Linked DNA regions of Mus musculus: region 1 is linked to region 2. Evidence: chromatin contacts called from public Hi-C data. All regions are on one chromosome and are shown on one strand. Each heading gives the region's core, a stretch centred on a gene start, on an enhancer-like site or on the middle of the called end of the contact. The rest is flanking DNA. Distances are from core to core; before and after follow the strand shown.

Region 1 (6,720 bases), core at 3,612-6,111, 740 kb after region 2:
GGCAGGAGAGGAGGCACATGGTCACATGTCATCTGTAGTCAGGAAACAAAGAGCTGAACACTGGACTTCAGCTTGTTTTCTCCTTTTTATTTAGTCTGGGATCCCAAGGTGTGGAATGGTGGCACCCGTGTGTAGGGTGGGTCTTTCTACGTCACTTAACCCACTCTAGAAAGTCTTGTACAGTTCTGCCCAGAAGTCTTGTCTGCTAAGTGATTTTCGATCTCACCAAGCTGGCAATTAGCATCACGGTTGTAGTTTTCCTTTAGGGAGGAAGCACAATGGTCCAAAGAGTGGGTTTATTGACACCGACTAGGTGTCAGGATTTGCCTTCACCAACTTCTTGCTCATCAGACTCTAAGAGATGCACCTCACTGATGCCATTGCATGAAGGAGCCTCCATACTGGGCAACGTCCCAAGGCTGTCTGGCAGAGGAGATGCTTCAACACAAGTGTGTCTGTCACCCAAAGCAGAGCTTCTGTCACCTTCCTCTCTCAGGTCATCAGATGTGATGCTTAATCTTGATTGTGAACCCTGCAGCATTAAGAAAGGCATTGGTGGTTGGTAAAGTTCTTTCTGGCCTTGTCTGTGATGACTTTCTGGAAACAATTAGACTGTGAAGGCTCTGACCTAATCGATGGATTGGTTAACCCCTTAGTGAATGATACTGGATGGCATTATGGGAGGAGGGGGAGAGGTGGGAGGAAGTAGGCGCCCGGGAAGTGTCTTTGCAGGCTGGACCGTGTCCTGGATCCTTTCTGAATCCCACTTTGCCTCCTTTCACCATGATGTGGTCTGTTCTGCCCTCCTCACTGTGATAGATGAAACCATGTGTGAGTGTTTTCATCAGCTCGACAGGATCTAGAAGCACCCGGGAGACCAACCACCGGCTTTGTTAAGCCGAGGTTCATTGAGATGGGAAGACACATTTTAAATGTGTGCAGCACCGTTCCGTGCTTCCAGAGTGCAGACTCTGTGTACCTCCTGCCTCTTGTTCCTGCCACCATGACCTCTCTACCACAGTAGACTCATCTTTGAGCTGTGAGCCCAAATGAGCCTTTCCTGAAGCTGTTCTTGTTGGGGGTTTGGTGGCAGCAGCGAGAAAACCAGGTCACACCCTGAAACCATGAACAAAACAGATCTTTCCTTTTTAACATTGCTCTCTCAGCTGATCCTCAGTTGTGAAGAATATGCCGACTCTCCCAGGCTTCTTTGCACGGCCTTGATTCACACACTCTCTGCCGCACAGGAGCTTATCTCGTGAGGCTGCCTCGCTTTCCTCTCTTCCCAAGACACTCGCCTCCCACCTACTTCTCAGGGATGCTTTGAAGACAGAGAAGAATATGTTTTCCCAAAGCTCCTCAGAGGGTCCTCCTGGCCTCGCCCAGTACAGCATGTTATTAGCAAAGGCACAATGACAGCAGCCTAATGACTGCTCTCTACTATCCTGTCGCCGAGGCAAGTCGCAGGCATCATTAGTCCAGTTTTAGTGAGGGGCCAGTTGAGGCTCGAGAGGATGATTTGTGACCTGCCTCCACGGATGCCGTGAGTCAGTAGCAGCCCCATGTAACCTTTGTCTCCCTTGTTTGCCTTCTTTTGAGCCCAGGGTGAGAAAGAAGCGTCAGGGCTCTAGGAACTTTTGGTCCTTTCATGGGGCCAGGTTTCGGTGCTTGACCTTGGAGATGCCCAGTCCAGTCGCATCCTCTTCCTCACTAGGCACTGACCCCAGATGGGTGGCTGGGACAATTGTTCCCAACTTTGTACAGCTATAATTTGTGGCTACGATCATGGTTAAGATGATGGTAGTGGTGCTATAGTGTGTGTGTGTGTGTGTGTGTGTGTGTGTGTGTGTGTGCATGCATGCACATGTGCATATCTTGGTTCCTTGGGGATGAAGGAGATGCTGATGAGGAATGAAGGTAAGAGCATCACATTTGCTCCAAGTTTCTATGTGCCACCTGACCCCATTCTACATATAAAGAACTTGAGGCCTAGGTGGGGTCAACAGCTTTCTTCTGAGATTCTGAGCTGGTAAGGTGTCAATGGGGCTTAGCTAGGTTCTCCTGAAATTTAAGATCTCTCGTGATTGAAATTCTCCCAAAAGTGTCACTCAATCCCAGTGGAATTAGTCTGGGAGAGCTGGGGTCCATAGTATGTCAGCTTTATAGTCATATGATATGCACAAGGCCCTGCCTACATGAACATCATCCTAACGATTTCCCTGGTTCTGCCGTGTCCCCGTGTGGAAACACACACTCATCTGTGAACAAGTAACCCTGCATTCTTTATGCAAAAGTGCCTGATGTGGCTTATCCTGATCCCACCAACTTGAGGCCATGAGACACCCTAGATGCCTCTACAATGTGGAGAGCCTTAGGCTAGTTGTTGCCCCTTAATGTCCTGATGCACAAAACCAGGAGTCTGGGTGGCAGACACCGGCATTGTTAGCTGTCCCACTGGAAGAGGGAAGGTCAGTAGGACTTCCCAAGGACCTCTGTGAAAAGAGAAACTTCATAAGAGACTTAGCATGGGTTCACCCGGGATGACCTGGTGCCTCATGGAGCTGTAAGATGACTGAGAGAAGTCAGCCAGTGACCCATGGAAAAGGAGACTTAAGCATCCCATGAGTGCTATGGCTGGTGGAGGGCCTCTTGCTCCAGCTCTTAGTCATAGGAAGTTGCTGAGAAATCGCTGACATATAATCATGTCTCTTTGATGGTCATAACTGTGTGGGGGTGGCCAGCTTTTCCTTTTAAACAAATACACTTGGACGACTTTCAAGATTGTCACCAGGGCAGGTAAGGACTCACTCCAGCATGCTTCTGGGGCATAAGCTTTTGGTGCCCCTGGGCACATTCACGGTCAGATCTGGACTTTGTGGCACTAGGAGTAGGTGGATGGGCCCATGCAAGCTTAGATTCCTGGCCTCCTACCTCAGGCTAAGAACAGGGGCAACTCAGCTCTGTGACAGTAAGGCCAAGGAAGTAGGAGGAAACCCAAGGTCCTGGAAGAGGTACAAGTCACCCTGCTCACAAGCGGACCATAGCAGCCCACACCAGTACCGATCTTTCCTCTCCTTTCTTCCAGCACCTGCTTTATCAGGTCGCCTTAATAAACTTCCTGAAGCTGAAATGCTGTCTCTTGTTCTGCTTTCTGGAGAAGCAAACCCGAAATGGGGACAAGGTTGTTCAGAACTTCTTCTGGACTAAACTCCACAAGCCAAGGCGGGAACTGTGTGTTTCTTCAAACGTAAAATCTTCCATCTTCCAGTGTATCCAGGTGGGGGATACTACATTGGTTGGGGACTAATGTTTAAAATCCACTTTCACCAAGCCTGAGCTTTGAGGACCATTTGGGTCTCACCATTAGCTGTGCCGTCTGGGGCAGCAGCTTGCTTTTCTTATTTCCAGGGGCTTCATATGCAGAACAAATGACAGAGACACTCAGATCCGCTTAGCTGTGCACATCAAGTATATTTGTGGAGTCATTTTGTAGTTGACAGACAAGTGTACAAATGGGAGTCATGACATGTGGAAAACAAGGTGGTAGCCACCAGTGAAAAGGACACAAGCCAGTGACTCCTGAAGTCAGGTTCCCAGAGGAATTTGAACACACTTTTGGTTAGCAGTGCCAGTGTTGGGAAGGCACCCCTTAGAGGTCCTGTTTTAGAGATTCTATTGGTAGAGAGAATTAACTGAGGTCCTATTCTTTTTGTTGAAGTTTATGAACTGATCCCTAAAGAGAAATGGGTATCGCTGGGGACAGGCTAACAGCTGGCATCCATCTTGGTGGGCTGTGGCTCATGGGTGTGACCACTGCACCCAAGCACCTGACAAACACAGATGAAGCAGTCGTTAAGTTCCCAAGGTGTGGAATGGTGGCACACGTGTGTAGGGTGGGTCTTTCTACGTCACTTAACCCACTCTAGAAAGTCTTGTACAGTTCTGCCCAGGAGTCTTGTCTGCTAAGTGATTTTAGATCCCACCAAGCTGGGAACTCAGAAGGGCCACCCATGCAGAAGAGAGTCCGACAAAGGTACCTGAGAACCTGATGCTACAGCAGAGTGTCATGAACCTGGCGTTAAGGCAGAGAGGATGGTACGAAGGCCTTGAGGTGGAAGAGAGCTCAGAGGTGGAGCAAAGTGGGTAGAATTGTAGAGAGGGAGAGGGAGAAAGGCGGGGGGGGGGCAGGAGGCTGACTTAGTTAGAGGTAATGTGAGGTAATCATTTCAACTTTGCAGGCCACGGTCATGGTCAGGCTTAACCTGGCCCCTAGTTATTTTGTGACCTAGGTGTGTGTCCTTTCTTTCTGGGTTCACTTTTTATTGTAGGCAAAAGGGTTGTTTGGACAATTCACTCTCAAGCCTCTCTGTCTGTTGTAAAACAAATCGACAACCAAGACCCACCAGCGCAAACAGCGGCATAGAGACTCTAAGAAGCACAGACGCTAGTGTGCACGCGCACATGCGTGTGTACGTGTGTGTGTACGTGTGTGTGTGTGTGTGTGTGTGTGTGTGTGTGTGTGTGTCTGTGTCTGTGTCTGTGTCTGTGTCTGTGTCCGTGAAGCTCCCACAGAGAGGATCACACCAGATGGGGGCCATCTCTGTAGGCTTCTGCCTGGGCTCACAGATCAGCTTTAGGGTCCACCCGCACAGCACACCACATTTCCATTTGCACAGCAAGGCTGCATCCTTGTCATTTTCTCTCATCCCAGAGTGCCTGGGGCCAGAGGGGACAGGGCAGGGCCCCCGTGTGCCGGAAACTTTTGTTGACCGTGCACATTTCGCTCTACAGGATCAGCACAGCTGCTGTCTTGCCTCATCTCATCTCTGACCCTGAGGGGTGGCCTTCACCCAGTTTGCTAATGTGCTCAGTTCCTCTTTGGGGCATATGCTTGTCCCTCCAAGTTCTCGTGGCTGCGTGGAAGTGGACCTAGGCCCAGAGGGTGACTAAGAGGGGAAGCCCCTGTACTGTGTGGCTCCCAGAGGCTCCTGGTTGTGTAAGGGCCTTTTTTTTTTTTTTTTTGAGGAGGTTGCAGGCAACAGGATGAATCATAGCAAACACACGTGGCTCTAGCAGGGGACAGTCCTTCCTTATGCTGCTGTGGAAAGCAAAGTTTCTTAAAATGAATCAGCAGTGCCTGTACCCCAGGCTGTGGGAGGAGAATGAGGGTTCGAGTTACAGATTTCCAGAGTATTTGGGTGTGGTCCCCAAGGTCTGACAGTTGAGACTGCAGGGACCTAGGTCTCTGGGTCTTTCAGAGATGGAAGGACCTGCATCGCTCACTTGAGTTTTGGCTGGAGACCTGTTACTTAATGTGCAAAAGCTACTTGTCAGGACTGAAGGAGAGATGGGGTGCATTTTCAAGTGAAGAGACATAGGCTCTGAACCTGCAAGTCCCAGAGGGTCTCCTCATCTGGATAACCCAAGAGAGATATTTCTGGCAGCTATTCAGTAGAAAAGAACTCTTCATGCTTTCCCAAGTAGCAAGGCAGAGAGGAAAGTGGCTAGGAACTACCAAGCTTTGAAGTTAGCGTGAAGTTCACATCCCGTATGGTGTTTTGGAGTGAGTCTGCAGACAGCTGAGCCCTGCTTTCTCTTCTGTAAAATCAGGAAACCGTATCTGCCAGCTGAGCACACTGTGAAGAACACAAGCGGAAGACAGGCACCATGGCAGACTTCCGTAATTCCAGCTCTCAGGGTGAGGCGGGGGTGGGGGTGGGGGACGGTGCGAATGGAGATTGTCACAAGAGTGAGGAAGACCCACAAGGCCCCCAGTAGAGGGCTTTATAGAACTCCTCAGTAGACACTAAGAGACCAGGGTGGATAGCCAGGCATTTTGGCTCATTAGCTGTGTGTTTGTAGGTTTGTCTTTTAGTTGATGTGCGCCTGAGTTTCTTCATGACTTCTTAATAGACTTGATGGATGGGATGATCGTTGCAAAACTGAAAGTGGTTCAGAAGCCTGGGACATTCTGAATGCTGACCAGTTAACAGCAAACCCCGCCTCTTCCCACCTTTCTGAAGTCTATTGGGCCTACATTGATATCATCATATTACATCCTAATGATACCAGGCCCTTTCCTTGATCCTTTGGGGGCCCCAGCTCCTAGCCCAATTCACTCCAGCTCTTTAGAAGATAGAAACAAGTGTAACCTACTGCTATCTAACAAAGGTTATCACAGTGTCCGTCATCTTACCAGAGCTCCGGGCGGGACGGGGTGGGGAAGACAGATGAAGTGATCATTATCAGTTTTATCTTTCAAAAGATAAAATGGGCTTCAGAGAGGTGGAAAGAGTCAGGATTTGCTGTGGTCAGCTGGAAAAAGGCACTGGGTCGATCCGTCTTGGAGGAAAAGGAAGTTCTTAGGTATCTGCTGCTCGTTTCCCTTCAGAGATAAAACAACTTCAGAGTGACCAATCTTTATGCTACAAAAGATGTTGGATGCAGCCCACAGTTAGTCCAAACTCATGGTGCATAAAGACCCAGAGATGAGAGTTCTATTCACAGGTTTTGTCAGGGCAATACACTTAAATTTTGGGATTCCCTTCCCTTCCCTTCCCTTCCCTTCCCTTCCCTTCCCTTCCCTTCCCTTCCCTTCCCTTCCCTTCGCAGTTGTGCTCAAGGGCACTGTGGGAGGGGGTTCATGGACAGGGTAGGATCATTTTAGGATAACTCTGTACATTTTTTGGCCCACCTTTCAATGATAGGTAAGGCCAGTGT
Region 2 (5,885 bases), core at 2,449-4,948:
CCCCTCCACCCCATCCCACCCCACCGAGCAGAGGATAAGGTTAGCTCAGGGGCCTCTGGAGCCTGTACATAATGCGGGAAGATGGAGGAAGGGGTGTGTGGTGACTTCTCTTGCTGTTATAATCAAAAGACTATGGTTATATCTGACAGATGCAACTAAAGGGAGGGAGGTTTTAACTGGGTTCAGGTACTGAAGGTCCAGTGAGGCAGGGACATGGTGTCAACCAAAGCCTGAGGCAGCTGGTCACATCGGCCAATACGGAGGCTGTGGATGACGCCAGTGCTCCGCTTGCTTTCTTCTTCTGTTTCTCACAGTTAGAGTGAGTCTTCTCTCTGTAATTTATCTACTCAAGAGGTTCCCTCAAAGACATGCCCAGAGGTCTCTGGGGCGATTCTAGATTCCATCAACATGACCGTGTTAACCCTCACGGGAGGAGTGAGTGAATTCAAGAGACCAGGGTGGTCTGCACCTTTTCTCTTATGTGTATACTGTCACAGTCGTCCTGGTGTCTGGGACTTCCTGTTCCGTGGGCCCATGTTCTCCATCACATGGGGACCTCCTATGGAGAGCACCCGCTTCCAAGCCATTCTTGAATTCTGAGTGTCTAGCAAGGTGTATGGTCTGGGAGGGAGGCTCAGTAGGTCTTTGCAAATGAAGGAGAGACAGGAGTAAAAGGGGGTGGGGCAGGGAAATTAGCTACATGGAAAACAGATGTTCCCAACATTTCCGCTGCTGGGATGAAAGTGAGCTCCTAGCGAAAGCAATGAATACAGGTTAGACTCACCCATGAGACCCTTCTGTCTGCTTGTGGGAAGACCAAGGGACACAGGATTTCAAGACCCTAAGGCTGGTAAGCCATGTCTCTGCAAGTAGAGGTTACGGAAAATGTGCGCGCATAGTAGCTAATCTAATTACGGATGCCTGACACAGGCTATTCTGCCTGCCTTCCCAATAAAGTTAAGTATTTACATGCCTAATAAAGGCAGGCTATTAACAAGAGAATAACAGCTCTTCCTTAAAGAGCATGTACAGGAAGAGAGAGAAACGGGAGCAGCGCAGAGAACATATTCCCCCAAGGACAGAACCAAGCCCATTAAAATGTTCCCAATACTCAGAACTTATTTTTTGAGAAGATAATTACCAACAACCTCAGGAAGAAGTGTCAAGTCCCTTCTACGCCATTAGGAAGCCTGCTTGGGAGTAGATCCGTTACCATGACAACTGCTTGCCAGAGGATAGGGACGGATGGACCTACCAAATGCTATACTCGACAGTGAGCCTGCAATTTCTTGTAGCCACTTTGTAAAAACATCTTCAGCAGCTAGAGCCGGGGCAGCTAAAGGCTGGGTGAGGCTGCTTTCAAGTGACATGAGTGTATCCTCAGCATCCTTGACAGATGTTACCTGGCTCGGGTGAAAGACTGCCAGACAGGGTGCTTACTCCCAAACTTGGTGACTGAGGACAAAAGGGAAGTCTCACGATACAGAAGGGTATGTGGAGCTCCCTGGCCAGCCAGAGTACCCAAGACTCCAGATTCAGAGGAAGACTGCCTCAAAAAATAAGACGGAAAGCAACAGAGGAGGACACTTGGCATTAACCTCTGGCCTCCACATACACATATATACACAGGTAAGTGCACTTGCACGCACACACACACACACAGAGAGATAACAGAGACAGAGAGAGACAGAGTCAGAGTCAGAGTCAGAGTCAGAGTCAGAGTCAGAGTCAGAGTCAGAGTCAGAGTGGAAGGCCTAGTCTCCGGTCTCAGACACAGCCTGCCACTGATTTCTAGCTATCCATGCTTCTGAGAACTTTGCAACTGTCACGGCTACTCTAAAGAGAAACAGCACCATGTCACTTGGTGGTATTCTGGGAACTAAATGGAAGGATGGAAGGGAAAACAATGTAACCGTGCCCCTTTTATCTACATGTGACAGAGCGCACACGGCCACGGAGAGCCAGCAGCACAGAGCTTGTGGCACGGTAGTCACCTCTGCAGCCTCATAGCTGGCACCTGTGATGCCCATTCAGCCTTAAGGAAGGAGGCAGAGGTTACCGAGGCGGCCTTCAAGATAAGGCCATCCTGTTGGTAAAAGCAGCGTTTCACTAAGGGACAAACACTATACTGTGTCCTCTGTAGAATCAGAAAGGAGAAGAGTGGATACCAGGGTCTGATCGGGGGAGGTACACAGGGAACAGTCTTACTCTGCAAGATGATAAAGGTCTGGAGATGTGAGGCTCACCACCGTACCTACGCCAACCGCTTGCGACTCTGTGCGGGGGGAATGGTTGATATGTAAAGCTATCCACATGTGCATTTACACTTAAACTTAAATGTTACAGCCTCAAAGAATCCCAGCTGTCAGCACAGCTTTGGTCTCTGCTCTTGGGACAGCTATGAAAGAGAAGCTGAGGGTGAAAGAGAAGCTGAGGGTGAAAGAGAAGCTGAGGGTGAAAGAGAAGCTGAGGGGAGTCTGAGATGGTTCCCCCTCCTTCCCCAGCCTGGTGAGCGCTGGAGCCTGATATTCAGTTTGATGGGAGAGTACTCACACTGGCCCTTCTCCAGAGTTTCCAATGCTTTGGTAGTCTAGGCCCAGGGCCTCAACACCAGGCCCTTCCACCTTCCCTGAATTCACACTCCCATTTGCACAAAGGTCTTCATGGTCCTACATCACCTCTGCCCACATGGTGCAGCTGATCTGCCCTAAAGTCAGACACACCGTGAGCTCCCAGCTTCCATCATGGAGCTGTGACAGTCTGTAATGGTGTGTGCACTGCTCTGCAGTGAGTATATAGGAGGGACTGCAGCTCAGTACTGGAGAGGGACACTGGCTCAGTACTGGAGAAGGACACTGGTTCAGGTTCTGTTCCCTGTGTTTCTTGCTGGTGCTTCTGTGGCTTCTTCAGTCTCCTGCTCCAGGCAGTAAAACCTCCCCACCTGCTTCGCTCCACGCTGCCGGAAGGCAGCCCACCAGTATGTTTGGTGCTTTCTGACACCCTGTGCTTGGCTGGATGACTAGATCTCAGGAGGTCAGTGCCCGACATGTAAGGGACAGAAGCGGATGAGGCCACCCCTGCTATCCGTCGACGTCAGGGACAAAGAAGCACACTATAACACTGCTTCTCAGCCTTCCTAATGCTGCCACCCTTTAACACAGTTCCTCGTGGTGATGTCACCTCCAACCACACACAATCATTTCGTTGGGACTCCTAACTGTAATTTTGCTACTATTATGAATTGTAATGCAAATACCTTATATGAAGGATATCTGATATGCAACCCCTGTAAACGGGTCATTTGAAACCCCCATGGGGGTCGAGACCCACTGGTTGAGAACCACTGTTTAATGCCACGGGCATTAAGACGTAAGAGGATCATAGGCACACAGAGAGGACCAGGATGGTCTATACTCCCTCCCGCTCTCCCACAATATCCCTTTCTGAGTATGGAGGGATTTCTGCGGTTGTAACTCAGAATCAACAGCGATAGGATCAAGGATAGAATTGAGCCCTTCTCAGTTCACTCCCTGAGCACTTAGCTGTTGAAAAGGAAATCTTGATTGCTTTGTCACTTCAAATTCCGACATCTTTGTGAGAGAACCGGGATGGGTTAGCAAACAATCAGAGATCCAAGCCTAAGGAAGGGCATTCCAGCTGACCTCTGGTCCAAAGCAAATCCTGACATTTCCCAATCGGGATTACGTAAGCGAGCAGCTAAGCAACAGCTGCAAAGGCTGTGTGGTCAGCGTGCAGGCAGCAGGGGGAGGGCAAGAAAGTGACCTTCAGGCAGATTGGCGGCCAGGGAAGGAAGCAGGGGGCAGCTTCCAGGGGTAGGGTCTCTGCCTCTACTCTTCCATCCTATATAGCAAGTCCCCACCAAAGAGCCACAGGATGCCAGGAGTTTCACCTTCAACCCTCGGCACATAAATAATCATTCACCCTCTTGAGTTCATTGACCTCAGTTATCCCCGGCCAGCCAATTACAAAAGACCCACAATCCAATTCACTCACGTCTTATGGCAGACTGATGGCAGTTTGGAAAGTGCTGGAAAAGTCATCTGGGTATTACAGAAAGGGATCTCACCTAAACCAGAAATCTTCAAGGGAGTAATGCTTTACACATGTTCTGATCTGAGGCATTCCAGACAGAGGGCAGAAGAGAGGCTCTACACCGCCTCTGGTCCTCGTCCTCACCCCACGCCCCTGGGGCCTACTCAAGACTCATACCAGAGTGGGCCAGATTATAGACCTCAAAGGCCTGAGAAAGCCGTATGTCAAGTGGGAATAACAGACTAAGAATTAGATCTCTGACAGACAGACAGACAGACAGACAGACTGACAGGGAGAAGAGCCACAGACAGACAATGGAGATGGCAAACTTCAGGTTTCTTCATCCTCCTAACTGGAGGAGGCTGCTCGCAGCTTTACCACTACGCTAAAGTCACTTTCCCTGCGGCAACCTACGCCAAGCAGTCTAGACCGACTAGGTCAGTGTGTGTGATAAGTCATACGGGAGAGGGACGCTCCAAAGACAGGCAGGGAGAGAGACAGTGATGTGGTCCTTCACGTGGGCCTGAATGGTTTCTTTCCTGTGTAGAGCATTCTGTAGAAGTGCCCCTTCTGCACAGACTCCACCTGAACTCTTCTTAAAACAGCATTCTTGATGTTTCAGGTCCTGTGTTTCCAAAGCCCATGGGTCCGACCCATTGCTAGTCAGTGAAGCTGTTCTCTATGGGGGCAGTGCAGAACCCACTCTGCAAACAGCAAAGCACATCATCCCAGGACACTCCCTTCTCACGAGACTTCTGGCGCGCTCTCATGCCATGAGTGAACACTGGCCATACGGCTTACCATCATCACACGACCGATTTCTGCCATGCACAGTGTTTCCATGATCTACAACTGACCAATCTAAGACTCGGGCAGCTGGGAGAGGAGGTGCGGTGAGCCGCTCCAAAGTCGCACTTGCTTTCTTGCACCGTGTCTGAGCAACGACTACAGAGGCCCGGGAATCCAATGCCACTCCTTTCTGTCTTAAAACCGATGCCAAGTCTGAGGCTCGTCCGTGTGCCTTCCCCGCGGGGGCAGCTCTCTGTTAACAAAGCTGCCTGCTTGTAAGTGGCGAGGCAAACACAAGAGGAGCCCTTCCAGACGTGAGACAAGAAAGAAGGCAAACAGGAAGATCGTCTGTTAACAAGCTCGCTGATGGATGGTTTGGAAGAACAAAGAGAGCAGATGCCACGCCAGTCAGCCTTACCGACGGCCGCACACCTTCGATGGCACTCCACAGTGATGGTGTGTGGCAGTTTAGGGTGGGATGGCTGCAAGACGTGAGGATGAAATGCTCTGCTTCGAATGATGTAGATAGATGTTTGCTAAGTTTGCTTTTCAGTGTACATGCTTATCAGGGGTAATAGTGGGGGGGAGGATAGATTTCACCTCAGTTTCATGGAGTTGACATCTACTAAAGTTAACAGGGCAGAGCTGTAAAATGTTCTTTTAACCTGGCACCCGAGTCTTCTTGGGAAAACAGAGTTGTCACAGACTGCCAACACTACAGGTGACAGCATCCATCAGTTTTCCAAATCTGTCGTCTCTCTTGTTTGCCTCTAGACACCTGGAGGCACTGCCCCTCCCCTGAGAGGATGGTGTCCTCTTTGCTGGCTTGCAAGCCCTTCCAGGGCCTTGTGGGGTGCCACCCAGAGTGAACAGCACCCCTGAACACTGTCTGCAGAGGCCTTGCTCTATCTGAGTCAGATCTCTGCACTCCATGACACCGAGGGCTGTCCCACCGCCTGCCCCTCTCTCTTCAGGCAGGCGGAGACCCCTGTTCTCTGTACAGAGCCTGGCACGGAACAGCACTCAGAAAATATTTGCTGAGT

The links. Hi-C and Micro-C count contacts between places; a contact is called where the count stands out from the background.
Region 1: a Hi-C map of muscle stem cells shows a contact between it and region 2, with 4 times the contacts expected there. The contact joins two enhancer-like sites. A contact is called at or near these places in 1 of 484 Hi-C or Micro-C datasets (muscle stem cells), 1 of 115 datasets of contacts at active chromatin or transcription factors (microglia) and 1 of 9 other capture datasets (embryonic stem cells).

The regions. Positions count from the first base shown.
Region 1 is chr15:59,723,415-59,730,134 of GRCm38.p6, forward strand. No RefSeq gene overlaps it. Among named protein-coding and RNA genes, the nearest start is that of Gm19510, 68 kb to the right of the region's middle. Within about 2 kb of position 4,862, at least 184 of the 459 cell types and tissues checked have an H3K27ac peak or open chromatin away from gene starts, as enhancers often do. A contact at or near this core is called in muscle stem cells, where this site is marked.
Region 2 is chr15:58,982,938-58,988,822 of GRCm38.p6, forward strand. All of the region lies in intron 3 of Mtss1 (MTSS I-BAR domain containing 1), which reads right to left. Among named protein-coding and RNA genes, the nearest start is that of Gm41330, 8.6 kb to the right of the region's middle. Within about 2 kb of position 3,699, at least 72 of the 459 cell types and tissues checked have an H3K27ac peak or open chromatin away from gene starts, as enhancers often do. A contact at or near this core is called in muscle stem cells, where this site is marked.